Regions from separate parts of the Mus musculus genome. Here all the other regions are linked to region 3. The links are chromatin contacts, called in public Hi-C and HiChIP or PLAC-seq maps. All regions are on one chromosome and are shown on one strand. The core of a region is the stretch at or near the end of the contact, and the rest is flanking DNA. Distances in the headings are between cores, read along the strand shown.

Region 1 (2,700 bases), core at 4-2,503, 620 kb before region 3:
CTTCTTTATCTGCACCACCAGGTCAAGCTCTCCAGCACTGCTCTGGTAAGACCATCCACTGCCACCATCAGCAGGAGACAGGGGCAGTTCTTCCTGCTTTCATGTGCTGGCTGCTGACTCATCACCTAGACAGCTCCACTGAGATGCCCAGTCAAGGCACAGGGCTCGGGGTGGGCACTCTCTCATGTGCTGAAGCCTGACAGGGGCTGGGCCATCTCTACTGTTCTCACTCCCTCATGGCCGGCTCACCTTTGCCTTCGCTGTCAAAGCCAGCTCCCCTGTGCTGCCCAGGCACGGTGTGGGACCCTCTTTCCTGAGTGGGGCATTAGGTGTCTCTTTGTCCATTGCTGGGCGGGGGTGAGGGATTGTCATTCACATATCTTTAATCTCCAATGCAACAGGATTTAGAAAGCAGAACTTTAGGCTGTGATCTAATCAGAACAAACTTTGCCTTCACAAATAGATCAATGTCATTGTCATTTACCCCTCTTGTCCTATTGCTCTGTCATGAATTAATATAGTAAAAACAATTTACATGTTTTTGTATTTTTGTACCATTTTTTTAACTTTTGTACCATTTTGTATATTTGTACCATGTTTTTATATTTTCTAGCCTTCAGGGGTAGAAGTCAATTGATTCATTTAAAAAAGTAAAATAGGGGGTGGGTGGGTATGGGGGACTTTTGGTATAGCATTGGAAATGTGAATGAGCTAAATACCTAATAAAAAATGGAAAAAATGGAAAAAAAAAGATTACCATTCAAACTAGAAAAAAAAAAGTAAAATAAAATGTTTTGGCTCATATAATTTGTCACATAATAAGGACCATGGTCCTATGTCAATTATTTTGATGATGGGAGTTACAGTAAATGCAGTTTTTAGAATTTTTAATGACTGAATAAGTGGATACCAAAGAATCCAAAGAATGATCATTTTTATGTGGGGGAGCTGCAGGGCAGAGGGGATGTAGGTAATAGGTCCTTTATTAACTCTTTTCAATTAAAATTTTCTGCAAAAGGTGGAATCTTTCAAATACTCTGAAGAAAATACAAAGGCAAGAGTTCTAAGAACAGGATCGGCACCTGGTGTTTATTTACCCATGTAAGACAAAGCTTGCACAGCCAGGAAAATCTCAGAAGACTAAGGGAGTGGAGGAGGTGACTTTCTGGGAAGTAGCTTAGATCAGTAAGGAACATAGGCTTCCCAGATAGGAAGGCTGTGAGTTCAAAGTTCTGTCCTTCCACACACTGGCTGTGTGACTTTGGCCAAGTTCCCTGTTCATTCCCACCCTCTTGCTCTGGCCAGAGGGAAGGCTCAGTGGACAAAGGTTCATATTGCCTAATGACCTCAGTTCAGTTCCTGGGACCAAAGTGCAAGGAGAATATCAACTTCTGCAAGTTGTCCCTCTGAATATGCACACAAACACCAGCTTACACATATGAACAAGGAATTACTGCGGGAACTTTTTTTGGGATAATTTTTATAAATGATTTCACTGCTCTTCTGTGAGATGGCGACAGAGATGTCTATGTTTCCACAAACTCTTAGCTATGCAGGTGTCCCACAGTTCATTATGGGATATATAGATGTGATACAAAAATAGGCAGGGGACAAAGGTTGGACCATACTGGCCAAGGTTGCTCACTGTGTTTAACCTAAGATTGTTGGACTCAATGGTAGTAAGCATAGAGGTGAATTTAGGCCCTAACTTGTCTCTGCTTTATGCTTTCAGCATTAATATCATTACTCCATTTTCGATTAAATTGCAAATTTCCCTAGGTCAGAAGCAATGTTGTATAATCTTGATTCCTATGCCTGACATCCACCAAATGATTTCCTGTTATTAAGGAGAGTAAAATGGGGACACGGTGCAATTTGCCAGAACTCTCTGCAGAAAAATGATCGTCTGAATGAGCAGTCACGGGAGATGGGGAAGGCATCAAGGGTAGAATGAGGGTGGTAACAGAGTTAGAAGAGGTGACAGGTAAAAGTATGAGAAATCCGCAGGCCTAGATAGGAGGGTGTCTCTAGTTCTGGCAACATGGTCACACCAACACACCTTCAGAACAGAAGTGTCCTATTGGGTAGTGGGGTTGGATGATTTAGAGTAAATGTAACTAGATCTATCTCTGTTTCAAGAAGAGCAAGTCATTGCCCTCCTGTTGAGATATATATATCTCACTTTAGGAAGCACAGGTACAATGCTGTAGCAGGAATGGTGGGCCGCCTCTTTAAACACTGGGCGGCGCACCTGCAAAAGCATCTCCTGCAGGAGGACCCAAGGATTGCTGGTGTAGACAATGCCAACCAATAAGGAACTGCTGTTTAGAAGAGATGCTTTCTTGGGACCAATGAGGTGGGAGGGTATGAAAGGAGCTTGCAGCAGTGTTCAGGGAGTTTGCTCCATTGTTTCTCACCTGCTTCTGAAGTCTGCATCGTTCACTCTGCTCCACCTCACCTCTAACCCCCAAGGGCAGGTAGGGTCGGGCAGGGAGTAGTCCAGGGCACAGGCAACACAACGCTGCTCTTTAAGCAAGTTTAGAGTTTCAGTGAAATCCTAGAAATGAGCCCATATTCAGACTACTTAGAATCTGGAAATAAAACTCATAGGTATAACCCTGCCAGTCATCACTAACTCTGATAGTCTTATCTGAGCACTGAGTTAGGTGCCTTACAAAATCATCTGTGATCCCCAAACTA
Region 2 (2,700 bases), core at 153-2,652, 850 kb before region 3:
AGTTCTCACATGACTTGTGCACATCTCATCTTCCCATCAGACAGTGAGCCCCCCTACCCAGGGAGACCTCCAAGACTGCAGATTCTCTTCTCTTCCTTCACAGCCAGTACCAGCTCTAGGTGGACCAGGTGCTCCAAATGCACTGCCGGTGGTCCTCCTGCTTTGTCAATGTCCCTTCCGAGATCTGCCCCTTTGTGACTTTCACTGCATCCTTCTGCATTTCGACTCGAAAGCTCTTCACTGTGGAATAAAGACTCTGTCGGCTGGTGCAAGGTGCCAGCGGACAGCATATGCCTGTGTGAATTGAATCATTTCTCCAGCACTCTGGTTTCCAGCTTTGTCTCTCATTTGCATGGTGTGTCCCATGTTCGTTTCATTTCCCTTCGGATTACATATGCAGGTGAGAAGGTGTCATTTCACCGCTGTATCTGTACTTTCCAAATGCTGTGCGGAAACCCGCTATGATTCTGCAGTTATTCTGAAGACAGTGGTGTGTTTCCAGGGCAGATACATTTCCTGACGTTGATAGCTATGAGTAGTTCATTCTAGGTTTTAAGTCCAACCTGGTATAAGCAAACTCTATTCAGGAGGTTTTTTATTTTCTTGTGTGAAGCATAACTCTACTCATTATGAATTATTGTTTTAAGAATACTAATGGCATAGGGATTGGTCACCAGAAACCAGAAGAGCATGATACAAAGACGTTTCACTTAGGAAAGTTAACTTTTTTCCTTTTTCAGTGTATGTTTAAAGATTTAAAATAACTGCATAAAAATATAAGCACATCCTAACTTAACGGCGCAAACTTTAAAAAGAAAAGCTCTGTCACAGATTGTTGCTTGGAAAGGCAGAGTGCAAAGGGCCTTTTTTTCATTGCAATATTTTCAAGTGAAAACGTTCTAACTCACTAGCAGAGAGAGTGACTGCTGGATTTTAAAGGCATATATATGGTCACGCTTGGTGCTAGGGATGGATAAATGCTGCAGCTAGCTATCCATCAGCGAGCTTAGCCAGTGGGCCACACTTCCCATCCATCCTTCTCCCTTCCCCGCAGCCCTTTAAGAGAATCCCAGAATCCTTTCATTCATTCGCATCTGCTTTATTTCATACAGTGTGGGGATTCTCCTTTGGGAGACCTTACAAATCCCCGAACGTTTTACACATCCGCAAATAGAGTAAGGCTTCTCCAATACATTCCCTTCAATCCTACCAGGAACAAAATCCCACTGGTCTCCATAGCAGACATCTATCACACGCACACACACACACACACACACACACACACACACACACACACACACACACACACACACAACACACACACACACAGCAAGCCAAAGGCGATGCTATTTACTCAACTTCCTTCTGCGCGGCCAGTCAGGGAACAGGCTGCAGCATTCAGGATAAAGCCGGCCCTGGCCGGCCCTGGCAGCCCGAAAGCCACCCCATTGTGATTCAAGATTCGGGGTGTAAACAAATGCAGCGTTAACAATCAGCAGTTTGCATTTAATGCTTTATAGCCGTGACTGCGCTGGGAAGAACACAGTAGTGTCTTCTTCGCTGGAACTGCAGTCGGGGCTTTATTTAGTTTTTGGGCAAGCGGCACCGGCAGCTGCAGGCGCTCAATGGGCGCTTTCTAGTCGGCGTGGGCCGCGGGCGCGTTGCCGGGAGCCGAGGGTCCGCCGGGCGGGCGGCGGGGGCAGGAGGAAGCGGCCGCCGAGCCTGCATCCCGTCTCCGTGACAGGTGCTGAGGAACAAGAAGAGAAAGGAGCCCTCCTACCCGTCCCCTCCGCCCCCCCCCCCCCCAGCCTGGGGCTGGGATCTGACACTGTCTAACTGTCCTGGGTTATTGTTATTATTGTATTATTATTTATTTATTAATTATTGCATTCTTGTTTCAAGAACAGAGAGCATTGGCGAGCACAGATGTACCCTGTGGCGTGGCCTTTCTCTGCTTGGCCAGTGATGCCCTGACTTTGCTTAATGACCAAGACTTGCTTAGATACAAACCAGAGGCTGCTGTTGGCAGAGTGCCTTCTAGATGCTTCGTGTAGTTAAATTAGGAAACATGCCGAGGAAAGAGCTGCGAGCCATGTTTCCTGTGGACCAAAGGGGATTATCTTCTCCTGATTGGGAAAGATAACTGTGTTTATTATCAAACATCGTTTACCGAGAACTTTGAGGTGCCAGGCACTGAATTTGTACTCGTTCCCTCGGTAGGTACAGCCCTTCAAAGTTTGATTGTGGCCTTTATGTTCTTTCTCTTTTAAAAGAGAAAATAACGTTTCAGAGACGTTAATCGTCCAACTTTTTACACTGCTTATAAATGTTACAGAAAGAAACCCAATCTTAGTAGGAGTATAAAAGTAACAGTCACTTTGTACGGGAAAGCTCTTAGTTAATGCCATACAGAGCCCATATTGATGCTACTTAGATGGCTGTGGCCCTAGCAGGTGACCTACCATGGGAACGCAGACTAAATTTATGATTCAGATACAAGGCACTGATCACTCTTTTCATTACAGAGGATAGTACAATTCTGGAAAATTATGCGTGCGAAAAAACCTCCTTTTCCAGTAAATATTTCTCGGCCTGGGCTTGTGAGCTTGGATGAAATGCTCCACTGCTAATAGGCCATATGATCTTACAAAGTTTTGGAAAAGATTTTTTTCAACAACAATTTGATATTTAAAGAAAAAT
Region 3 (2,700 bases), core at 30-2,529:
TGCACACTTAGGGATATGCCCCTCAATCAAGGGACTGCGGAGAGGGGTGTGCTAAAACCCCATGGGCACAGGAGAAATGTTGAGGCGGGCTTTAACTGAGAGCATTCTGGCTAAACTTCCCTTACATCTGCCGTGGTTTTCAGGGCTGGCGCTGGTCTGAAATTCAGAGAGCTCAGCAGGACAGGCAACTGATTCCAAGGCACAACGATGGGAATATTAAAGCCATTGATATTCTCCACACGGCAGCAGGAGCCACAGCCAGGTGCTAAAGGAATTGGTGGTTTATGAAGAAATAATCAAATATTCTTTCCTTCCCTTCTCTTTTTTTTGTTTTGTTTTGTTTTGTTTTTTGTTTTTTTGTTTTTTGTTTTGCTTTTTTTTTCCAGCCTCACACCAGACCCAGCCTTCTTATCTCCAGGGAGAAGAGTGCCACTCTGTAAAAATAATAGAACTCTTCCCCCCATGTCTCCCAAAACCACTTCAATTCTGAAGGCTTCATTACACTCGAAGAAACTCCGGTCCAATGACAGGTGTGGACTGTCAAGCTTTGAGGTAGGTAATCATGGAATAGAGTTTTTAAGATTTAGATAACTAAATCCACTGAAGGCTCCATCCACCTTTGTAAGTCGTTGACTCTCAGAAATTTGAAACAGGCCGGGAGGTAAATTTGCATGGTAGAAACAAAAGAGGAGAGGATACCTGGGGGTGACATTAACAAGAAAGGACCCGGTCCCTGGGCTACTTAAGAGCACCAAGGCTGCTCAAGGACCTTCCCTGAGTGGAGGCCTTGGAAAAGGTGACCTAATTTAAAGGGCGAGCTGAGATTCACACATAACTTTGTGCATGCATGCGTGCACATAAGCTCAAGGATAAACATCCAGCCCCGTTGGCATAGACATCGGGTTTCGCCTCAGCTCCTAGATTTGACCTCTGTGAAAGACAATGGCTTCTGACTTTCTCAAACGTCAACAAGAAATCCGCAAAGAAGGCATAGGGGTCAAGGACTCGAAAGTCGCATTTGTAGACAGTGTCACAACAGTGTCGCCCTGACAGAGCGGCTGAGGATAAAACTCTTATGTGTTTGAACCTGGAGAGGATGAGGTAACTGGATGGGCCACAGGAAGTCCCAAGTGGGCCACGGAAATTGACAAACCCCCATGTGTCATCCCACAAGTGAAGGTTCTGGAAGTTTTCCAAGTCTGCCAGTGATCCCAGCTGACCTTTCTCAGTCTGGCAGACTCGGGGCCAGACTGTGGAGAAAATGACTGAGAAGCAAATTCCTGCTGCTTCCTGGTGAGCCCGCTTCACTTTCCAGTAAGTCCCCAGTGGTATAATTGTTCCTTTATCTGCACAGGAAGAGAATTGTCGATTCCTTCTGGAAACTAGAGAGGGCCTGCCCACTCTCCTGGATGCTGGCTCAGAGTCTGTGCATAGGCAGACCTGGAAGGAAGCCCGGTCCTGCGGGGACCACCATGTCATAGTAGCTCTCAGCATCAGGCTGGATGGGGACTTTAATTCTCTAAGATTCAAAGGCCTCGTTGATGATCACCAAGCAGAACTTGCTGTATGTTACTATGAAACTTGGACCAACAAAGGGTGACCCACTGGCCAAAGCCAGGCCCTCTCCTGTGTTTATGACCGCGTCTTTTCAGAAGCATATCCCCGCTCGTTCACATTAGTCCCCTGTACACCAACTCCCCTCCATGGCAGAGGTGAGGAGCTGCACCAGAGCTCCCATGTCTGCCCAGCCCGGATTGCTCACTGCCTGGGCCTTCACATGAGAAAAGCTCACTGACTCCAGTTCAGCAGAAAGGCCGTTCTGGTAAGGCAGTGTAGTATCTGGAAAGACCCTGAGAAGGGACTCAAAGGCCTGAACTCAGGCTCTGCCTCTATCAGAAACCAGCAGGTGAATGACTGAATACCTTTCCAGGGGCACGGGATGTAAAAAAAAAAAAAAAAAAAAAAAAAAAATGTGATCTCCATCTCCAGTGCCAAACTGGTTACCCAATACTTTTTGTTTCCAAAAGCTTTTTTTCCTATTTGTGACCCAAGGACTATGATATTTGAGGTTATTACATTGGTATTGACACCTTGTAAAAAATAAATAAATATGGGAATACAGAGATAGAGAGTTCCTTGGTTTAAAGCACTATCTGCTCTTTGAGAAAACCCAAGTTTGGTTTCTAGCATCCATCGAAGTAGAGTACCCTACAACCATCTATAACTCCAGCCTCAGGGGGGTCTGACACCCTTGCTGGCCTCCACATGTACATGTGTGTGCAGACACACACACATAGACACATAAATTTAAAAAAAAAAAAACATTTTAAAGAAAGACTAGAAACACTCATTTAGGTCCCCACACAGATGCATCCCAAAGTACTCAGAGCCCACTGATACACCCACACTTCCTGCATTGCCCCTCTACAGAAGAGACATGTGTCTTCTGGGGCCTCACCATCTGTGGAGCAATGATCAAAACATTACTATTCAGTTACTCTCTAAGCACAGCTGTAGAATCACGGAGACGTGTTTTTACAAAACCAAGCAATTGTCTGAGTCTGTCTCCCAACCGAAGAACGGGGAAAGTCTAATTCACAGAACAATTCCTACTTTATAGAGCCTTTATATACAACATGCGGGGTACACTCCTGTTTACTTGTTTTTCATGCCATCTTTATTTAGTGTGTACTTTATAAG
Region 4 (2,700 bases), core at 142-2,641, 770 kb before region 3:
GAGTGAAAAGATTCTCTCAACAGTCATGTTCACTTGCATCAGAATGTGACTTCAAGAACAGAATCTTTACTGAGTACATTTACATAAGATGCTATATTGGCTCAAGACACTGCTATTGTCCTTATGAAAAGAGGAAAGGACAGAAACACAGACAAGAGACACAAAGACAAAACAAACAACAACATCCCACGTGAAGATGGGGCAGACATTACAGTGAGGCAGACTCAACCCTGGTCAGCCAACGGTTGCTGACAAATACCAGAGACCAGAAGAAGCCTCCAGAAGGAACACGGTATGGCTGACTGCTCTTGTAGCTGGGCTTGGTGCCTCCCAAGCAGTGATAGAATAAATTCTGCCATTTAATGCTATCGGGTACATGGGGCTTTGTTTTCAAAGCGCTACCAAAGGCAAAGACAAATTTTAGTACCCGGAGGGACTTTATGTTTATCGTTGCAATCCTGTATCTTCAATTTTCCTTCTTGAGACCTTTTATTTCTGTGATCATTCTGCATTTCACTTCACCTACCCTTGCCTTCATTTGAGAACCAGACCAAGTACAGATACACCAGACAAAGCTTTACCAATTTGCCAATATGCTGTATCCCCACCCTGTGTTAGTCCATTCTTACTCAGCTTAAGCTCTTAAGTAACTATATCACATGCATCCATAGCAGCTTGGGGATGGCTATTCTAGGCTTTCCTTAGTTTAGCAGGCTAACCCATCTGATCCCTTCATGTTGCCTCTACCCAGACAACCCCTACTCCAAGTCTTTATTCTGTTATTTTCCTCTTGACATCTAGAGCCCCTTGGGAAACCCTTCTCTCTGCTCCAATGAAGTCAGTTGAGCTTTTAAAGAGCAAAACCAGTCCTTTCTCCTGTGGGAATATTTTCCCATCATTTCCCCAAAACATTTATAATTTTGTTTTCCTTAGCTCCTTTTTTTTGCTGTGTAACAACCACCACACTTACATCTTTGCATTCACTAATGATCATGTGACATTTTTCACCCTCCGTGACGTGATTTTTATGATGTTTAGTACCAAAGACGATGCCTTTACCCTTCTTTATATGGTCTCACGAGTACTGAGCCCAGCGATAAGAACCCATTAAGACTTAACTAAATTCATGTCTGAAAATGACAGAGCAGTCATGGGTTACTCAGCACAGATAGCCAGTGGTTTTCAGTGGGAGACAATGTATCCAATCAGCCAGAATTCTCCAAGGAGGTCACTAAGCATGTGGACATAATTTCTCTAACCTTTCAAAAACGTCTTGACAAACGTCCACACCAGAGGTTATTTAAAAATAAAAATGAGTCACAATGAGATTGTGGGGAATGTTTTGTCATGGTTAGGAAGCTGGCTTTGGGCTCGGAAACAGCCCAAACCAACTGCTCTTGTAACAGATTCCATATGTTCGCAACCTTCTGCCTGAAGAAGAGAGGGCTACTTTCTAAATGGGAAGTTCATACGTGGGGGGAACCCCCAAAAGATACACAACTCAGTTTTTATTAGCATGTTTCGAAAGAGAGAACTTGTCAAATCATCCCCGGAATGCCAAGTCAAGAGCGACCTTGACATTGGCCTGGGCCATCTTTGGGAGGATACATGTCATCAGAGAAGTGACTGATGAGCCTGGACACTGGCAGTGGTTAGAGAGCATGAGAGAAGACTCATCAGTGTGACTCAGAAGGTGAGGAGTTCCGAGGTAGCCACTGGGCAAGGGACCCAGGCACTCAGTTATCAGCCACAATGTTAAAATACTTGATAAACAACTTGATAAACACATCTTTAGAAGAAAGGCTAGAGGCTGCCCGGACCATGAAGTAAGACTTGCCTCAGCAGCTCCAGTCGCTTCCCAGTTCTCCTTGGAAATTCAGTTAAAGCTGGAAGTTACCATTACAAAACTATTAACTGCAGTTAACACCCCCACACCTCCAGCTATTGGCGGTTAATCTATCACATGTTTTGGTTTTTCATTGCATCTTAAGAAGTATTAGCATTCCAAATGGACTGCTACTTGGGAAAGGGTGGGTGTGGGTTGGGGGGAGTTCATATTAGAAAGGCTGCCCATTGCTGTGGGGAGAAAAGTAGTCTTGGAAAGAAGAGAACATGAACACAACCCACATGATCATAGGTCATAGGAGAAAAGCCTAACAGGTCTCTGAAGAAAACAAAATGGCTTCTAGATCCGTTCTGAGAGTGTGCGCTAATACAGGGTTCCTGGGATCACCAATCCTCTGTAAACAGGGCTGGCAGTCAAGGTATGGACAGCTGTGGGTGGTGTGGTGCAACCTTTCAGTTGTATATTTTACAACTGCATGTTTCAAGTCTGGAAACTTCGGTAACAAGCAATCACAGCGAATGTGTGAATTTCAACCTCTACCCTTTCATCTTCCTCTAAAAAGGGGGATTTAAACAGACACGGAGTAGGTGCAAAGCTAGTCTCATTTTAGGTGTCAGCCCATCTGCTTGGGAAACCAAGATTAGAACAGTTCACAGGAAAATCATGTATTGAATTAAGCAGATAACAGTGATTCTCTGGTTTAGCAACCCAAATACATAAAGCAGAGACATGCAGGATTTAACCCAAACAAAGATTACTCTGAAAGGAAATGCAGATCTTATTTCATGTACACACACACACACACACACACACACACATATATATATATATATATATACATATATATATATATG
Region 5 (2,700 bases), core at 80-2,579, 800 kb before region 3:
TGAAGAGACATGATGTTGACCTATGATAGCTCCTGTAGCAGCCATAAAAATATTACCTCGAATTTGGTGACTCATAACAATAAGGTCACATTTATCATCACAGTTTTGAAAACCAGAAGGACAAAGTGACAGTATCCTCAGGGCTATGTACCCTCTGAAGGCTCTAGGAAGAATTCTGCCCTTTGTTTTCTTTAGCTTCTGGTACTTTGGGGTGTATTATGGCTTGAGATCCTGTAACCATTCTTTGCCCAGTCTCCAGCTGTTCCAATATTCTTCAGTCCAACTTCTGTTTGTCCTCTATAAGGTTGTTAAATGGAAGGCCTACCTAGGTAATCCAGGGTGATCTCATACAAAAGTCTCTGATTTAATTACATCCAGATCATTTTCAACATAAGGTGCCATTTACAGGTTCCACAGAATAGAATATAGACATATCTTTGGCAGGACAGGGGTCACCACTCACTCTATTGCATGACCCATGGTTGGGAGAGCTGATAATAGCAGAGTTGCCTCCTCAGGGAAGATTCTGAAGTTTACTCTCACTTCCTTCATCATAAGAGGAACATTATTCACAATCATGTGTTAGAGGTCAAAGAAGGAATCGTATCCTGATAGGACCAACTCCAATTATACCTAGGAGATTTGCTCTGATTTCTTTCTGTATGTAGTGTTTTCATACATTTGAGTTAGCTCAGTATGTTAAAAATACAATTTTTTTTTACACAAAAGTCCTACATTCTGGCTCATCTCATAAAGTCAGCCCCTAAATTTCTTCTTCTCAGTAACACAGCTGGAAGATTCTCCTTATGACAAGGCTGTGACATCACTGCTTTCTACTTATCCCAGGACCATTGTACTAAGTGCTTGGCCCCTGGGAGTCTTGGCTGGGTGGTTTCTATCCTTGGGCACAGCCCAAGGGGCAGCTTATCACTTGGGACAGAAATGCAAGCAGTGGCTCTGACTCATGGAACTAAACTCTGACCATGGTTTACAAAAGTGTTTGCACAGAGGAGGATCATGTACCATTTTCGAATCACTTGATGTATTCATGGGTAGCCAAATCCATAATCCAAAGATCTCCATTCCCGTTTGTCCATGATGGAATGCACAGTTTAATATGTTTCTCTTCTCAGAACAGTTTAACTTCTTTCAAGCTTAGTCTTGTGTAAACATGATTTATAATCTGGAGTTTTCCAGCATCAACTTAGTTCCAGAAGACTTGCTTATTGCTTTTTTGGACTATGTGTTTTATCTGTTTTATAATGCCACTTATATAACATGATGAATATCTTCCTGCTGCTGTGAAAGTTCTTTTGTTGCAACTTATACGCACAGAGCTTCACTGAGCTAACGCTTCTAATATGGCTTTGCCAATATCCCTGTCCCGGGACATGTGGAGTGTGGGAATCACTTTTTAAAGTTTTTTTTTTCTTTTTAAACAGATACCCACTGCTTTTCTTTGCTCTTAAAGTTCAGATCATGCCAAGTCAAGGACAGCCTTCAGCCACAGAGCTGTGTAGAGACCTTCAACACAGAACACTAATCTACTATTCACAATCAGAGTGAGTGTTGGCAGCGAAGGATTAAGGAAGCATTGACCCCGAGGTGTTCTGTCAGAAGTATTTTACCCAGGATTAACTGTTCTTACACAGCCTTCCTCATGCCACTCTGAACTTTTTTTTTTAAAGGCATGGTTTCTGTCTAAAGCATAGAGATAATATTTCATGTGGACTATTTTAATGATGAACAAAAATCAGATTTTTATTTTATATGCTTCTTCAGATAGGATCTAGGTTGAGAGTCATGCAAACCTATGTTTTGCTATAGCTTTAGATATTGAAGAGCTACTCTGTCTGTCGTGTGTGTGTGTGTGTGTGTGTGTGTGTGTGTGTGTGTGTCTACTATATACCTGTATGTTTAAGTGCACAAAAATGCTTGTATAGAGGTCTCAAGCTGATGTTGTGTGTTTTCCTTAATTGCTTTTCTACTTATTTTTTGAGACAGGGTATCTTGAACTAACAAGACCCTGGGATCACCTGTGTCCATGACCTGCCTTCTTCCACCCGTGCTGCTGGAGTTACAGATGCAGCTGTTGCATCCAGCATATATGTGGGTGCGGTCCACAGAAAGCAACGTTTGAGGTACATATGAAGTTAGCACTTAAACATCGCAACCAGAGTAGACTCCACGGGAGGGCTAAGACTAGCGATCAAATGTGTTACAGCCCAGATGTGCCTGCTTTAGTGTGCCCATGGTGACAGTGTTTTTATAGTACACATGGTACAGAAGTGGCCACCTTTAAAATGCCTGGATGACATCTCTTCAAATCAAACTTCAGTTGCTCATGTGGGCACATCCACCCATCACACTGATGGTGCCTCTGAAGAAATTCTTTCCAAGCAATGTAAAACAAATATATTTAGTTTTGATCTTTTATTGGACGTTTGAAAGAGCTCATTGGTCAAGAGTTGTCATGGGTCTTCTGAAGACTGTGTCGAGAGTTTTCTTTGTTAACTTACTATGAGGAATGCTTACCTAAGATCTCGAAAATAGGGCCTAGATTGAGCAACAGGCAGGCAGGCAGGAGAGGGAAACTGCTGAATAGCAGAACCTCACATCCTTGACACACCTGCCATTGGTTTTGTGAATAATGAATTTCATTCCTGTAAATGATTTTGAAATGCTTATAGTTCCAGGGTC

What was found. A called contact is a pair of places that touch in the nucleus more often than the background predicts. HiChIP or PLAC-seq counts read pairs in DNA pulled down with a chosen protein or histone mark.
Region 1: a Hi-C map of liver shows a contact between it and region 3, with 2.6 times the contacts expected there. The contact joins two enhancer-like sites. A contact is called at or near these places in 2 of 15 datasets of contacts at CTCF or cohesin (large pre-B cells and pro-B cells), 7 of 484 Hi-C or Micro-C datasets (cerebral cortex, granulosa cells, liver and 1 more) and 6 of 115 datasets of contacts at active chromatin or transcription factors (cardiomyocytes, embryonic stem cells, fibro-adipogenic progenitors and 2 more).
Region 2: an H3K27ac HiChIP or PLAC-seq map of oligodendrocyte precursor cells shows a contact between it and region 3, with 13 times the contacts expected there. The contact joins two enhancer-like sites. A contact is called at or near these places in 1 of 15 datasets of contacts at CTCF or cohesin (large pre-B cells), 14 of 484 Hi-C or Micro-C datasets (bone marrow-derived macrophages, cerebral cortex, cortical glia and 6 more) and 22 of 115 datasets of contacts at active chromatin or transcription factors (astrocytes, craniofacial prominence, double positive thymocytes and 13 more).
Region 4: a Hi-C map of uterus shows a contact between it and region 3, with 4 times the contacts expected there. The contact joins two enhancer-like sites. A contact is called at or near these places in 8 of 484 Hi-C or Micro-C datasets (adipose-derived mesenchymal stem cells, bone marrow-derived macrophages, cranial neural crest and 3 more) and 5 of 115 datasets of contacts at active chromatin or transcription factors (double positive thymocytes, embryonic basal ganglia, embryonic stem cells and 1 more).
Region 5: a contact with region 3 is called in a Hi-C map of uterus, with 3 times the contacts expected there. The contact joins two enhancer-like sites. A contact is called at or near these places in 4 of 484 Hi-C or Micro-C datasets (the HPC-5 cell line, bone marrow-derived macrophages, epidermal suprabasal cells and 1 more) and 6 of 115 datasets of contacts at active chromatin or transcription factors (cardiomyocytes, embryonic basal ganglia, embryonic stem cells and 2 more).

The regions. Positions count from the first base shown.
Region 1 is chr13:102,022,533-102,025,232 of GRCm38.p6, forward strand. No RefSeq gene overlaps it. Among named protein-coding and RNA genes, the nearest start is that of Gm41044, 9.5 kb to the left of the region's middle. Within about 2 kb of position 1,254, at least 13 of the 459 cell types and tissues checked have an H3K27ac peak or open chromatin away from gene starts, as enhancers often do. A contact at or near this core is called in liver, where this site is marked.
Region 2 is chr13:101,800,034-101,802,733 of GRCm38.p6, forward strand. No RefSeq gene overlaps it. Among named protein-coding and RNA genes, the nearest start is that of Pik3r1, 33 kb to the left of the region's middle. Within about 2 kb of position 1,403, at least 186 of the 459 cell types and tissues checked have an H3K27ac peak or open chromatin away from gene starts, as enhancers often do. A contact at or near this core is called in forebrain, microglia, muscle stem cells and 3 more, where this site is marked.
Region 3 is chr13:102,645,277-102,647,976 of GRCm38.p6, forward strand. No RefSeq gene overlaps it. Among named protein-coding and RNA genes, the nearest start is that of Gm41046, 20 kb to the right of the region's middle. Within about 2 kb of position 1,280, at least 64 of the 459 cell types and tissues checked have an H3K27ac peak or open chromatin away from gene starts, as enhancers often do. A contact at or near this core is called in forebrain, liver, microglia and 4 more, where this site is marked.
Region 4 is chr13:101,878,385-101,881,084 of GRCm38.p6, forward strand. No RefSeq gene overlaps it. Among named protein-coding and RNA genes, the nearest start is that of Pik3r1, 110 kb to the left of the region's middle. Within about 2 kb of position 1,392, at least 41 of the 459 cell types and tissues checked have an H3K27ac peak or open chromatin away from gene starts, as enhancers often do. A contact at or near this core is called in uterus, where this site is marked.
Region 5 is chr13:101,843,707-101,846,406 of GRCm38.p6, forward strand. No RefSeq gene overlaps it. Among named protein-coding and RNA genes, the nearest start is that of Pik3r1, 77 kb to the left of the region's middle. Within about 2 kb of position 1,330, at least 14 of the 459 cell types and tissues checked have an H3K27ac peak or open chromatin away from gene starts, as enhancers often do. A contact at or near this core is called in uterus, where this site is marked.